Regions from separate parts of the Mus musculus genome. Here region 1 is linked to region 2. A link is a contact called in public Hi-C data. All regions are on one chromosome and are shown on one strand. The core of a region is the stretch at or near the end of the contact, and the rest is flanking DNA. Distances in the headings are between cores, read along the strand shown. Region 1 overlaps Thada (thyroid adenoma associated). Region 2 overlaps Thada (thyroid adenoma associated).

What was found. A called contact is a pair of places that touch in the nucleus more often than the background predicts.
Region 1: a contact with region 2 is called in a Hi-C map of liver, with 2.2 times the contacts expected there. The contact joins two enhancer-like sites. A contact is called at or near these places in 15 of 484 Hi-C or Micro-C datasets (the 3T3-L1 cell line, 3T3-L1-derived adipocytes, CD4 T cells and 10 more) and 3 of 115 datasets of contacts at active chromatin or transcription factors (the HPC-7 cell line, embryonic fibroblasts and embryonic stem cells).

Annotation. Positions count from the first base shown.
Region 1 is chr17:84,250,284-84,252,983 of GRCm38.p6, reverse strand. Thada (thyroid adenoma associated) reads left to right here. Exons shown (of 38, transcript NM_183021.3): 31 at 556-650. Among named protein-coding and RNA genes, the nearest start is that of Gm24492, 36 kb to the left of the region's middle. Within about 2 kb of position 1,308, at least 10 of the 459 cell types and tissues checked have an H3K27ac peak or open chromatin away from gene starts, as enhancers often do. A contact at or near this core is called in liver, where this site is marked.
Region 2 is chr17:84,214,325-84,217,302 of GRCm38.p6, reverse strand. All of the region lies in intron 36 of Thada (thyroid adenoma associated), which reads left to right. It overlaps Gm36279 (a long non-coding RNA gene), which reads right to left. Exons shown (of 4, transcript XR_385852.4): 4 at 1-1,306. Among named protein-coding and RNA genes, the nearest start is that of Gm36279, 24 kb to the right of the region's middle. Within about 2 kb of position 1,367, at least 56 of the 459 cell types and tissues checked have an H3K27ac peak or open chromatin away from gene starts, as enhancers often do. A contact at or near this core is called in liver, where this site is marked.

The sequences.
Region 1 (2,700 bases), core at 59-2,558, 36 kb before region 2:
TGACCTGGTTGGAGACAGTGTGTCACTGGCAGAGGGCTTTGAGGTTGTAAAAGCCCACAGAGGGCCGGGATCAGGATGGAAAGGTCTCATACACTGTGCCCGAGTGCTTCCGTGGCCCCTTCCATGACCATGATGGAGTAGTCCTCAGAAGCTGTAAGCAAGCCTCCAATTAAATTCTTTCTTTGGGTGCTACAGAGATAACTCAGCAGTTACGAGCATTGACTGCTTTTCCAGAGGTCCTATGTTCAATTCCCAGCAACCACATGGTGGCTCACAACCATCTATAAAGGGATTCCATGCCCTATTCTGCTGTGTATGAAGACAGCGACAGCAACAGTGACTATGACATAGACAGAGCCTCTGTCACAGGTTTGGGGACTCATTCTGTTACAGATTGCTAATTTCTTCCTACCCACAGTAGTCCATCATTTTTTGGTTTTTGTTGTTGTTGTTTTTAGTATAATGTAGCTGCCTAATTACATGCCTAGTAGAAAACACCTATTTTTCCCCTCCCCAAGGCCCAGGCAATTAACTCTCCATTCTTTACTTTTCTAGGCAAAATCCATGCCTGGTAACCAGAGCTGTGTATATTGATATTCTCTTCCTGCTGACTAACTGCCTGGACAGACCTGAGGAAGGCAAGCAGACAGGTATGACTGGCAGTTCTCCCTTGGAACATTGCAGGTAGCGTTTTGGGTAGCACACACACCCACGGCTAAGTGTGAGACTGACTCAGAATCTGTGTGGCTCTTTCCTAGAAGCTCAAGGAGACCTGCCCTCACATATGTTCTATGTGATCATCCAAAAAACGAGTGTGAATCCAACTCACATACCTCTGTGTTCCCAAGACCTTGACCTTTTGCTGTTCTGTGCTTTTCTTTGAAAATGTCATTTTCTGTAATGGTTCATCCTGTTCCATCCTATAGATAGCTGAACTGGCTCGTCCCTTGGTGGATATTTGAGCCCCTGTTCTCAATCTACCCTTCACCAGTTCATGTAAGAGTTCCTCCCTCAGGCTCTGACTTCATACATGTCTCTAGGCTATTTGATTCACAAAGTGAAGTAAAGAGAGAAGGATGTCCCAAATAAAAATAATTTGATATGTTCGTGTAAGAAAGAGGCCTCAGAAAGTGTACTACATGAGTTCCAGGCCCCAGGCTGAAATGTGTTCTCACATCCAGCTGGAACACAGGACAATGAGCTTGCAGCTAAAGCCCCTCCTAACTGCTTAGGAGTCTAAGGAGGCTGCACATGGAAGTCAGGTTCCGAGTACACACAGGCCAGGCCTTCTCTTGCTGGAATTTAGCCTAACCATGAGTCGTTACCTTCAGTAAATATGTCCAGGCTGTCAAAGTCCAGCTCTGTCTAAATGGAGCTCTGTTACCAAATTCAAACCAATTGAAAGTATTTGTGGAAAGGGCATTGAAATGTCTCACCCAGATTAATGTGTTATTAGCTCACAGAGCCCTTGTGGCCATGCAGAGGTAATCAGAACACATAATCCTCTCCACATCCAGTAGTATAAGATCATGTTGCTTTATGGGAGACGTTTCCTGGTTTACCCAGGCATTGTGTCTCATACCTGTAATATCAGCACTAGAGAGGTAGAGACAGGCTGGGCGTGGTGGCACATGCCCTTAATCCCAGCACTTGGGAGGCAGAGGCAGGCGAATTTCTGAGTTCGAGGCCAGCCAGGTCTACAGCGTGAGTTTCAGGACAGCCAGGGCTATACAGAGAAACCTGTCTCGAAAAAACAAAAACAAAAAAACAAAAAAAGGGGGGGGGGGGAGGTAGAGGCAGGATGATCAGGAGTTCAAAGCTATCCTCAGCTACTCATTGAGTTCTAAGCCAGCGTAGGTTACATCCTATCTTCAAAAAAAAAAAAAAAGCTAACATTCTAACTTGTACCTTTCATCTCAACATAGTTATGAATATTGTCCCACCTATATTCTTTAGACTATCCAGGTCTGTGTAATAAAATATAGGTCGTTCTAGCTGTGTGGCATCTACTTTAGTTTACACTTGAGTTAACTGGAATCCAGCGATTATAAAAAGAACAAAACCCAGATGCTAACAAGCAAGCTGTTCTAGACTCTTGCCTTCTGATCTTCTCCTCAGATTCCACATCTGCAGATGTGACTGGAAGGTCTGCTTACAGCCTCCTCACTAGGACACCCGCAGAGTTGTGTGTTTGACTGAAATTGTTGGACAGTGGGTTCTATTCATATGGAACCCTGTTCCTAAACTCTAAGCCATCTTAAAGTGCTTTGCAGGGGCCAAGGACATGTGCAGCCACCTCACCCAGATGTGCGTTGTGTTTAGTCTGGTACAAAAGGGTCAGCCCTTGGATGCTGTGATGCTGTGCACCTTTGCTTCCCCAGCTTCTTTCTCGTCCTTTGTCTATGAACCCCATGAGGATGGATTTGGGGACTCTTTAATCATTCTATCCTCCAAACTCTTTCCATCAGTAAGAGCATTTGCCCCAGTTAAATGGCATCACACACCGTCTTCACTATCTCACTCGCACACATCACTCTTCTTAGCATCCTTTATGGAGTAAGACTTGGTGGGAACACAGCATGTGCCTCTTTCTCTAGTGTGACAGTCATGGCTCGACGTGTGCTGTACTTGTACTGCCCAGTGAGATAGAAACAAGCTCAGAGGTGGCACATGAGCGTGTGATGTATGTAGCTGCTCTAA
Region 2 (2,978 bases), core at 118-2,617:
TAGTGACAGGAGGAAGGGAAGGCCACTGTAGGTGCTGCATCTCCTTCAACATCAACCTTAGCAGCCAGGAGCTGCTCGTGGTCTGCAGCTCTCACAAGAGGCCCAGGACTGTTGATTTGAGCCAAGTAGCAACATGCTCAGCTAAGACGTTCCCCGTCTACATGGTAGGGGATGGGCATGGAAGAGAGATGCATACTTCCCACTTCCATCCTCTAGTTCTGACATGCTCTAATACTGCAGAGGGCTAGCTGCATTCACACTGGCAGCTGGGGGCTCACATTTGAATGGTACTGAGCCCCTGGCCTTGGTTATTTAGAACCCTGCTCATCATTCCCAGACAGATTTTACCTCGCTTGCATCCATGTTGCTTTTATCATCGCAACTCACAGAGCCAAGTATACGAGAAAAGATGGATGAATTGTCTCTGTCCTCATAAATGAGAATATGGGCCAGATGGTAGTGACACACACATTTAATCCCAGTACTTGAGAGGCAGAGGCAGGTGGATATCTGTGAGTTTGAGGCCAGCTTGGTTTATAGAGCGAGTTCTAGGATAGCCAGGGCTACACAGAAATCCTGTCTCAAAATTAAAAAAATAAAATAAAATCAAGTGAATGTGGATCCGTGTGACATTTTAGCCCCATCCATTGCCTGAAATGTAAAGGCTTACTTAGAAGACAAGCACACACACCTTGCAATTACAATCACCATATCGTTAGAAGTGATGGGAAGAGAAGTGACTGGGTGACAGCACCTAGTAGAGGCTAAAGAATAAAGACATGCAGGAGGGATATGGCAGAGTGACACTGTGGAAAGACCCAAGAATGGGTAGAGTCCCAGGTCCTTTTAGAGTCACCCTGCCTATACCTACTTCATGTCTGTGGGAGTGTTGTCATGGCCTGTGCTAAGTCAGCCCATTAGTCTTAGGTTCCTAAGGCCTAGCCAGCTCCTTGGACCTCCTTTTCCACATGGCCTTTTGGACATCAGAACTCAGACGACTTTGGTCACACCCACCTTCTTCAGTTCTGGTGTTTGTTGGTCAGGAGTCTCATCGGCTCACCCACACCAGAAGCTTTTTAAGGATAGAGATTTTCAGGATAGAGAATATCTTGCATCAGCAAGGTAGCTGACAGGTTAGCACCTAGAGTGGCTTGCATCAGACTGTGACCTGGTTTCTGTAGCTCTCTTTGGTTGTGGAAAGGCAGGTGGATCTGGACCTCAGGGTGGTGGGCTTTCCTGTGCAGCCTCCCTTGTGAGCCATAATGAGCCTTGCAGGCTTAGGTCAGGTCACACTGGTACTTCAGTCCTGTCAGACCAGAAAGTAAGAGTCCTCAGTGTTATAAGCCTTTGCCACTAGGCCACCATGATGTAATTCCTCTGACCTCTCCAGCCAGGGAAATGATGGGGAGGCCTGTTTGATAGTCCACACTCTACTTTATACTTACAAAATGCACATAGAAATCATTGGCTCTGCACTCCCAGGGCTCAGGATGTGTCATGTGCAGTGTCGCCCTTAGGCTCTGCCTCTAGCCCTTCCTCGCCCTTCAGGAGTTATAAGTAAGAGACTGAGCCAAACATAAGTAGGCTTCTGGCCAAAAATTGGATTTGACTGAGAAACTAGCAGGAATATTTTTCTGGTGGCTCATCTCCTTCCTGTCTACCCTACCTACCAACCTAGAAGAGATCTAGGAATCCCCTGACCTTCCACCGTGGCTACAAGCAGTCCCAGCTTTCTTTAACAGGCCTGTCCATAAATCTCCCTTGTTTCTCATCTTTGAAGAAGCCGCTCTGTCAGGGAGTTCTTACTCAAGTGTGAGGGGAGGGAAAGGCCACTAGTTTCAGACTGCAAGTTCTTTTCACTCCATTTCACAATATCCATTTCCCAGAAACCACAGGTTTTTGTTTTGGGTTTGTTTGGTTTTTTTTTTTAAATGAGTACCCAGTAGGCAGGATGCCCAACGCACAGCCTGCTAGATTCAAGGCCAACCACCTGGAGAGAAAAGGAGTCGGTCACAGGGTTTGCCTGTGGTGGGGCTGCCTCTCACCACGGAAAATAGGGACTTAAACTCCCACTATTTGTAGTTTGCAGTGGTGGACTTAGTGGGTTGGGAGGCTTGAAGAGACAAGAATGATATTTGAAATTCAAGGCTTAGTTTAGGATATAACGTTCTGGTGAGCATCTTAGTTCCCTGCTAAGTCAACTACAGGAAAGATGAAAGGAGGCTAAAATGGAGCAGGTAAAAAGAGAAAGGAAGCCGAGAGACTCAGCTAAAGAATGGTCTTCATGATTTCTCTGTTTCTGTCAGTCTCCCCCCTGACCCCCAACCCTGACCCCCTGCCTCCAAACAGGTCCTTCTTTGTATTTCTAACTGTCTTAGAACCTGTGATGAGACCAGGCTGGCCTTGAACTCACAGACATCTGACTACCTCTGCCTCCCAAGTACTGGGATTAAAGGCGTGCACCACCATGGCCAGCCAGTCTTTCTGTCTCTTGAGGGGTTTGTGCATGTGATGACTAGAGTTTGATATTGACTGTCTTCCTCAATCATGCCCCACCTTATTTAAATAAAGATCCCAAATCAGTTATACTGGCTCACCTCAAGAAATCTCTTATCGTGTCTCCCAGCTCTGGGATTTCAGGTAAATGGCACTGTACCCAGATTTTTACCTGGGTCCCAGGGAGCCAGGCTATGTTCTCATGCTTGCATGTAGCACTTTACCAGTTGAACAGTATTCCCAGAGCCCACATGCTGGCTTACTTTCTTTCTTTTTTTTTTTTTTTTTTTTTTTTTTAAAGGATTTATTTATTATATGTAAGTACACTGTAGCTATCTTCAGACACTCCAGAAGAGGGCATCAGATCTTGTTACAGATGGTTGTGAGCCACCATGTGGTTGCTGGGATTTGAACTCCGGACCTTCGGAAGAGCAGTCGGGTGCTCTTACCCATTGAGCCATCTCACCAGCCCCACATGCTGG